2 separate regions of the Sus scrofa genome follow, and region 2 is linked to region 1. The links are chromatin contacts, called in public Hi-C maps. All regions are on one chromosome and are shown on one strand. The core of a region is the stretch at or near the end of the contact, and the rest is flanking DNA. Distances in the headings are between cores, read along the strand shown. Region 1 overlaps LPP (lipoma-preferred partner). Region 2 overlaps LPP (lipoma-preferred partner).

Region 1 (4,947 bases), core at 751-3,250:
ATCATTTCTACTTATACCACAGGTGAAGAGATTAAATGAGCTTTTTACAAAGTGCCTGCCTAGCAGTGTTTGACACATAAATAAGCACTTCATAGACAGTAGCTGTTAGTAGCAAATTCACTCATAATTCCTGCTACAAGGAGAAGGAATGGTTTGGTGCAATGAACTTTAGGGAGTCTAAAGTTCACATCCCTACAATTCTTCTCAACCTAACTATAAACTACAAGCCTAACTCTGATTATATATGGATTATCTCATTGAGTCTCCTTTGCCTCAGAGTTATGGTGGAATCTTAGCTGGAAAAAGCTCTTTTGGGAGTTTTCATTGTGGCACATTGGAAACGAATCCGACTAGGAACCATGAGGTTGTGGGTTCGATCCCTGGCCTCACTCAGTGGGTTAAGGTTCTGGGATTGCTGTGGCTGTGGTATATAGGCCGGCAGCTGTAGCTCCGATTTGACCCCTAGCCTCGAAAACCTCCACATGCTGCGGGTACAGCCCTGAAAAAAGACAAAAGACAAAAAAAAAAAAAAAAAGAAAGAAAGAAAGAAAGAAAGAAAAAGCTCTTTAGAAATTGTTTTGCAATGAGAAAATGTAAAGTATATCATAAAGGTCAGAAACTTCTTTGGGGAATAATTGAGTGTCATACAAATGCAGGTACTGTATAAGTATCAGTGGAGGAATACTTTTCTTATAAAAAGTAAACTCAGCTCTTTAAAAAGAAAAAGAGGGGTTTGAATACAATGTTACTCCTCTCATAAATGTTCCTGAGACAGAGGCTCTGGGAAGAAATTACTGAGATGACCACTCAATACTATATAATGAATAATAAGGAGGTGCTGACCAGGCACGTGACCAGGCCCAGGTGTGGATGGAGGCCTAGGAGCTGACAAACCCCTGAGAACAATCACTGAAAGTGAGCAGGCTAAAAGGCCTTCATCACATGGAATTTCACAGCCAGTGTAGGGAAACCAGAAGGGCCAAGTCTCCCTCTGGGCCCATCTTCCTCATCGGTACAGGTGCCACTTTCTCAACCTTAAGAGATGTCCAGAGAGGCAGAAAGCTTACAGAAGCTTGAAGCACCTCCAATACAGTGGCTTTCAAAGTGGGTTCCACAGAGGCACAGAATTTAGGACCATAACTCAGCCCTAGATGGAAGCCTATTTAACCATTTAATGACATAACAGTGCCACCATATAATTATACTTTGATTATTTTAAAGGTATCATTTACCTTTCAAAAATTTTCTTTACACCACTTTGCTTTTATGAAAAGGCTTACATTAGTATCTGTTTCATTGACCAAAAGAAAGCCAAAGAGGATATTCGTTCTTACAAAAAAAAAAAAAAATGGCAAAAAGCAAAAATAGCATTCAGAGTTTGCAGTTGCTTCTGCACTTGACTCCTTTTCAGCTCACAAAATGTGTCATAGGAACACTCTCACTTTCAGATAGCAGGGAAACCTGTACTGGGGTTTCAGATGACAATTCACAAGGGGTTTAAGAAAGAATTCCATAAACAAAAAGTTTCTGAAAAGACCAAGGCCCAATGAGTCTACTGACCAAGGTCATACAGCCAGTCAATGTCTGGACCACAAAGACATTTCTTGGACGAAGGCCTTGGAATGAGGGGCTAATGAGATACAATCAGAGAAAGTTAAAAGAGCTCCAGAGAGCATGCATTGCAATTAGAGAGGTCAGCTCGCTACCCCCAACCCCCAATAAGGCTGTAACTCTAGAAAGATTTGAGAATCAAGAGGGGAAGGATAATGGGAGCCAGAACGAATGGGTATCCCAGGTCTGGAACTTCCTTAATGTCTCTCCTCCATGCTCAGCTCTGGGTCTTCCTGCCCAGGTTAACCACCCAGGAAGAACTTGGAGGTGGGGCGCTAAAGGAGAAGAGCAAAGCTGGGAAAGAAACACACACTTTTCTTCTTTTCCCTGACTCTTCAGACAGCGCTCTGGCAAGACAGGGAAAAGGCCCTCTTGGGCGCCAGTGGACTTCAGCTTTGCATTCCTCCATCTCTCCATGGGCCAGATAGGAATAATCGGATACACGTCAACCCTAGAGTAGTCTGGTGAAATCACAGGGAAGACTCTTCAATCTGCTTAGTAACAGCAACAGAAAGTGCTAAATTAGTGAGTCAAGAAATATTTCTGGAAGAGCTATTCAACTGGAATGCTTGGAGAGCCACCCGCATTGCAATAACTCGAGCTGTCCTCATCTTTTAGAACACCCATAAGCCCAGGATTTAAAAAGGACTTCACAGCTCCAGGGGCAGCCAAATAAATAAATAAACACATAGAAGCTCTAAGTGGCTGACTGAAGTTATTAGGGAGAAAGTTATATTCTCAACAAGGATGTGATCTCTCTCTCTCTTCTCTTCCCCCACCCCCATAATTTCCCGGACCACTTTTGGTAGTGAGCAGTTTGTCATGTTTCCAAGGGAAGCGACGCAGTCTCCTGCGCAGCCGATTCCATCTAAAAAACATATCATCTGTCTCTGCGGCAGAAAGCCCAGTTGGAAGAAGCAAGTTCTGTGCGTTCAACTAGAAAACACTTCTTGTTCTCGCTGTCAAAATAATTCTGTATTAAACTTCTGGGATATGTGACTAATGTGCTTGGAACCTCTTGGAGCGACTGGTTTATTTATTTTAGGGAGGGGAGAGCTGCTGCTGCTGCTGGGGGTGGTGATAGAGAAAGAGGAGGAGGAAGAGGAAAGGAGGAGGATAAAGGACCCGGAACCTTGGAGAAGGAGCCCAGGGTCTGCTCGCATGGCTCCCAGGAGCCAGCCCTGACACACTTCATTATCAGAAGCCTGACAAGGCACCAAGCCAGGCCAGAAAAGGAAAGGCAAGACAGAGAGACAGGTAGTGAACACTTCCCAGAGCTAAGGTTGCCTCACAGTTCCTAAAAAGGCTCAGAAAGTTAAAAAGTAAAAGTAAAACGAAATACAAACACACACACACCACAGAAATCCTATCACAGCTCTTTCTAAAACACATAACTCTCCCTACTGCTAACAGGGGGGAAAAGCCCCAAACACATGATGGGGGGCATCTATCACCTCTATGATTTGACATCAATGCTTCACCTTCACATACCTTCCACACGCAGCCTGCCACTCCCCGCTTTCTGTCTTCCCCATTCCCTTTGTCTTGAAAGCACGTCTCTCTTCCTTGTTTATTGAAGTTCTAGCTATCTTTCAAGACCTTTCAACACCACACCCTCAGTGAAGCCTTCCCCAGTGGCAACAAACAGAACCTTCTGCCCTCCCTGTGTCACTGATAAGTTTACAGCAGGTCTCCAGGTGATCTTCAGGTATGAACATAACAATCTACCTACTGCCTGGCCCACCCTCCATCCCCAGAAACCAGTCTCCCCACAGCACCCACAGTGCACATGTACACACACACACACACACACACCCCAAGCCCTTGCCGTCAGAGGTCCAATTTTTCTATCTCAGCATCCCTACAAAGTAGCTTGAGGCCTGCAAACACCAAGGACACAGTCAATGCAGGTCCATCATGGAAACTGTGCCTTCCACAGCGAAGGGTCTTTAGTAGTAAACTTTCAAGAGACTTAAAAGAAAAAAAAAAAAAAAAAAAAAAGCTGAAAAATCTTCAGAAGGAAAAAGGCCAGGAATTTGCCTCTAGAGTCAGCACTTGAAAGCTGCCCTGCTCCCTTCTCAAATCCCATTGTGTGGTCAGAGTCTCCTCTCCTGCTTTGAGTCGGAAAGTGGGTAGAAATTTGGGAAACAAATGAGGAGCAGTGGCAGGAGAAGAAGTTCCCAGCAGGAAACAGATTGGGTAAATAAATCTAAAACATCATTTTTATAACTGAAGATTGAAATGTATTGCTTACTTTGTGTTTCATTTTAATGCTGCAGCCCCCCTATCCCCCAGCTTCTCACTTTAATACTTACATGTTTAAAAACAAAAGGAAGAAGGAAAGAAGGTATCTGGAGTAGAGAATAGGGCTGGGAGAGAACCAGGACAACGATGAGAGAAACAACAAGTTGGTCTGAATGCCTCTGGTCAGTTTTGGCAGGATCTCCTTCTAACTTTCTCTCTAAAGAGCTGCTTGGCAAAAAGAAGGCTTCAGAAAACAGTTTTCACTTTCCTTCTCCAAGCTCCACCTCCCTCCCCCACCTCATTTTAAAAATCAGCTCCAACCTCCTAAAGAGGAAAAGGAAAAGTGAGACCCAATTCACTCCACATTTTATACCACTTAAGGAAAACCATTTCTTGGAGAAAATGCTTTACAGTTCAGAAAATAATCTACTCTCTCACCCAGTTTCTCTCGACTTCGGCAGCTTCCATCTCATTCCTGTCTTTTTGCTTTTCTTCAACTTGGAAGTAGTTCACTGCCCTAAGAACCAGGATTATCCTTCTCTTCATTCAACATTTCTATCCCACTCTCCCTCTTGCTCTCTCTCTTCCTCCCTCTACCACACACACAATATTGTTTCTATTTTCTTGCGTTTATTAGAAGGTATTATACCCACAAAGGATAAGTCTTTATTTGTTCATTTACTCAATTTAAATATAGCTCAATAAGCACCTAGTATTAAGCACCCTACTTTCAAAGAGCCAATATTCTAGCAGGGGAGAGCAAACCAATCCATTAGAAACTGTAAAGCAAGGTTGATGGCAATATGTCAATGGAAGGGTGAGGGTGGCAGAAGTAACAGACCTTCCCGAGTTCAGAAACTGTGTCCCTGGCACAAAAGATGCTCTGTAAAAATTTGTTAAAGGAATGAAGAATGTGAATGAGTAAAGAAGGAAATGGATAAAAATGCACTTGAAATTGTCCTTAAAAGGATGATGAGGAGTTGGACAGTCAGAAATGAAATGAGAGAGCCAACTTGTTAAAAGTGAGAATCATAGCTGCACAGAGGCAGCAAAATGAGGTGACCGTCTCAGGAATGACTCAAAGTCTAATGC
Region 2 (4,341 bases), core at 1,706-4,205, 280 kb before region 1:
CATCCAAGGGAAGGCAGAACAAGAGGAGCTAAACAGATCCCTATATGGGGACTTGTTCAGAAAATTAGAAAGAAAACCAAGAGAGCATGAAAGACCTAGAAAAGTTGGCAAAAAGGTGTAAGTGTGCTGCTGGTTTAAACAGGAAAGGTACACAACGTAAAACTCTGGGAAAAGCTTACTGAAAGAGAGTCAATAGAGGCAAGGGTGAGCTGAAATACTGAATCATAGACTATAAGTTTGAAAAGAAGAAATACAATCAAGAGACTGATGGGGAAATAGAAATAAAGATAATAGAAGGCGAAGATGTTAAAAAACAGTAGAGTGGGAGTTGTCTAACCTGGAGCTGAAAACCTACAGGGTTGTATTTTTGTTTTCTTTAGTTTTGTTTTATGATTTTCTGATTAATGAACAGAGCAATGATAAGATCAAAGGTGTAACCCTGGGATTGGTGGCTACAACTGAGTGGAGATAAAAGTCACAGGAGGTAAGAGGTCAAGGGACTGAAAAGCCAGGAAGATGACCTCTGAAACCTTCCAAACAGACTGAAAGTGTAAGTGAGCCAAGCAGAAAAAGACCCATATCTTATTATATCATTTCTATGTTGAATCTACAAAAAAAGAAAAAAAAAGATAAAAATGAAGTTATTTATCAAACAGAAACAGACTCACAGACATAGAAAATAAATATATGGTTACCAAAGGGGAAAGGAGGGGCTGATGTAGATAAATTAGGAGTTGGGGATTAACATATACAAACTATTACATATGAAATAGATAAACAACAAGAACCTACCGCCTAGCACAAGGAACTATACTCAATATCTTGTAATAACCTATAATGGAAGAGAATGTGAAAACAGAATATGTGTGTGTATACAAAAAACTCAGTCACTTTGCTGAATATCTAAACCTAACACAACATTGTAAATCAACTACACTTGGATAAAAAATGATTAAAAAAAAAAAAGATTGAAAGCCTGGACCCAGAGCAGAGACAGTGTGCAATTTGCCAAGTGAATAACAGCAAGGACCAAGAGATCAGGAGATGATGGATAACAATGTGAAGGAAAAAGCATTTTGGTCAAATTCTTTCAACTTTAAAGAAGCATATAAACACATTACTAAGTTGTAATAATTAAGAAAGAAAAAGAAAGTGCAATCAACTCTGCTGTTTGGAACTTAAAATTAGCACAAAGGAACTATTTGTAGAGCAATGGTTCTATTCCCAGAGCAGATAGGCAAAGCTTATTCAGGCCCACCATGCATGAGATAGAACATCATCTGCCCAGATTTATTGCCCCTACATCTATCATCACCCCCAACCACTAATTCTGATGATTATGCTAGGATGATTAAGAGGTACCTCTTCTGCTTTTCCTGTTTCTGACCTTTCAGTGCTCATGGCTTCTCTATATAGATTGATCTGTTGTAGAAAATAGTTAACCTTCTGTGATGATCAGTTTTATATGTCAGTTTTGCTAGACTACAATCTCTCTAGTTATTCAATCAAACACTAATCTAGGTATATTTGGGAAATTATCTTGTGTAAGGGATTAAAGTCTATAATAAATTGACTAAGTAAGGAAGATTATCTTAGAGAATCTGGGTTGGCCTGATTGAAAGTTGAAAGGCCTTGAGAGCAAAGTTGAGACTTCTTTAAAGGAGAAGAAATTCTACGTGTGGACAATAGTATTAGCTTTTGTAGCAAAGTTTCAGCCTGTCCTTCCTAACAGCCTATACTACAGATGTTGGATTGCCTAGCCAGCCCACACAATCACATAAATTAATTCCCTGCAATAAATCTCTTAATCTTTATCTCCTACCAGCTCTGGTAAAGTATTGACTAAATATACCTTCTCTAGGTATCACCAGTCACACTGGCTGCTCTTTGACTTTTGGTAGAAAACAAACCATTCATAAGGTCTGCCAATGATGCTGTAAGATTATATGTAGACCATTTTTGTTGCATTCTGATTTCCACCCTAAACAAAGCTGTAAGTTTGCTTCTGAAAAAGTATACCTTCCTACAATAAGCTGAGAATAGTGGGAATATATTTCCCCAAAGCCTTTTAAAGATGGAGACTTCCTGGCTCGCTTGGGAGCTTTCAATAACACATAAGAAAGGAGGGAACAATGACAAGACACAGAAACCTAACAAAAATATCTTTATACTCTACATACAAAGTGAAGGAACCGAAATCAGGAATAGAGGATCAATAGGTAGTATTAGCAACAGAGAAAAACATATGATTGAGAAGGCAGAGGCACTAGATATTATAGCTACAGCAAAATGTTACAGGTTATATAAGCTTGTAATCATAACTAATTACTAAATCTTTGGATCATATTTTTAAATATTAGGAAAAGAGGAATTTATTGAGAAAAATAGTTGCTACAGTATTACTAATAAAAATTGAGGATTTTTGGTAAAATAACTCTTGGATCCTTGTCATTTGCATTGAATACAGTATTATAGTTTGCACATGCTGTGGTTTGAACCTGAGCTCTTAACAGGGTCTTTAAAAATAAAGTTAGATAAAAAATTGTCATAGCTTGACTAACTAGTTTTTTTGGGGGGGAGGGATCACTTATTTTTAATGTGATTGCTTTTTTCGTTTTGTTTTCATTTATTTTAGTTTAGTTAAGACAGAGACATGTTGAACATGCATGGCCTTTCTGTTGTAGAATACTCTAAATCATAGAACATCAATGATGAAAGACCTTAATCACATCCTTATTTTACAAATGATAAAGTTCCAAGGAAGGTAGGTAACATTTCCAGTATGATGGAGATTAGGTGAAGCCAGGTCTAGAATTCAGGCTTGCCAGTGTTCTTTCCACCACACACTGTTGGGTAAGAAATCTTTAAAACACATCCGCATACACACCTCCATGTCTCTCACTTCCCTTAACCTTAACAAAATCCCAAGGGATGATTTTGGCAGGATTCAAAGATTACTTTGGCAACTCTAACCACATTCCTGGAATCCATTTGCAAATGCTGGTCAGTAGAGCCTGCTTCATTCCCTTTTTGGTCTTACTCAGTAAAGGCTAAGTGTAATGTGAATTATCATAAGTTTATTTTTATTCTCCCACCACCTCCTTTTTTTGGTAAGTGATCACTGACTACCAGGCACAGGAAATACATTTCATTAAATGATTTTCCAAAATCAAAACTCCATCTGGGCTGAAACAGAGACAGACTCAGAGATGATCACTTATAACGCTAATACCAGCTACAATAACCCATTCAAAGATGATCAGAGTGAGGAAAGGGTCTTTATCTTTCCTGAAAGCACTTCCCAGGCCAAACCTTGGTTACCCCACTATCTAATGTGCTATGTGCACAAACACGCTAGCAGCTGGTAATCGCATTGTGACTCAGTGCCTCATGGGGAGGGGGGCCACAGGAGGAACTCACTCAGAACTGTAGAACACAAGTCTCAACTAGCAAGTACTAAATGTGGTCTCCTAATTGGACAGACCAAATTGAAAAAAGAAAAAAAGTGAGAAGCAAGTCTCCTAAAGTGAGAAATAATATTTCCCCTTAGCAAATTCAGAGAGACACACAAATACTTGCACCCTTCACTCTGGATTAAGTTAATATCATTCTAACTAAAATTAACAGGAATTGATGAGGGAAACAATACAAAGACATAAGTATAAGTAGAGCAGGGCGGTCCTATAGCAGACATCAGGAGAGAAAAAAATAAAGTGTAGAAGCTTTAGTTATGAGGACCCAAACTTCTGACTGCTAAAACGCCAATCAACCAAGATTATAAACTTGAAAAGGAAGAAAAAGAAATCATAAGGGCCATTGGAAACCATAAAAGGCACTCAGCTAGGATGTGTGTTACTAGAACCAACAGGTTTGTGTTTGTGTTCTGTTCCCTCTCATCAGAGTGGTTGGAAAGGAAAGTCTATTCATTAAAAATTGAAATTAGTATTAAAAATCACAATTCTACTTTTGTTTTGAGATAGATAAAAGTACCAGAATGATATATGGATCCAAAAAAGCCGTCTCCTCTCAAAAAACATTCTATTTTTCTAAAACATTATATTTAAGATCATTTTACTTTCTATTGTTTTAGTTTCTATTCTGAAAAGTGCTAAAAAGGTGCTGGGCAGGGATAAAAGAAAGAAAAGGGGGTGAAGGGAGAGATTAGATAGATAGATAAGTAGGTAGAAGAGGTGGAGAAAAAGGGAAAAGTGAGAGAGAAAGGGAGGGATAGAAAAATCAATAGTTTTTAAATTTGCCTTGTCAGATGTTTATTGTTAAAAGATGTTATACTTTGCCAAAATACTCTCTGGGTGTACATACATTTATTCAAATTTATGAAAA

What was found. A called contact is a pair of places that touch in the nucleus more often than the background predicts.
Region 2: a contact with region 1 is called in a Hi-C map of embryonic fibroblasts, with 2.4 times the contacts expected there. The contact joins two enhancer-like sites. A contact is called at or near these places in 2 of 47 Hi-C or Micro-C datasets (both in embryonic fibroblasts) and 2 of 2 datasets of contacts at active chromatin or transcription factors (alveolar macrophages and skeletal muscle).

Annotation. Positions count from the first base shown.
Region 1 is chr13:125,889,139-125,894,085 of Sscrofa11.1, reverse strand. All of the region lies in intron 2 of LPP (lipoma-preferred partner), which reads right to left. Among named protein-coding and RNA genes, the nearest start is that of LPP, 110 kb to the right of the region's middle. Within about 2 kb of position 2,000, at least 33 of the 83 cell types and tissues checked have an H3K27ac peak or open chromatin away from gene starts, as enhancers often do. A contact at or near this core is called in embryonic fibroblasts, where this site is marked.
Region 2 is chr13:126,171,760-126,176,100 of Sscrofa11.1, reverse strand. The region is part of intron 5 of LPP (lipoma-preferred partner); the gene reads right to left. Among named protein-coding and RNA genes, the nearest start is that of MIR28, 110 kb to the left of the region's middle. Within about 2 kb of position 2,955, at least 4 of the 83 cell types and tissues checked have an H3K27ac peak or open chromatin away from gene starts, as enhancers often do. A contact at or near this core is called in embryonic fibroblasts, where this site is marked.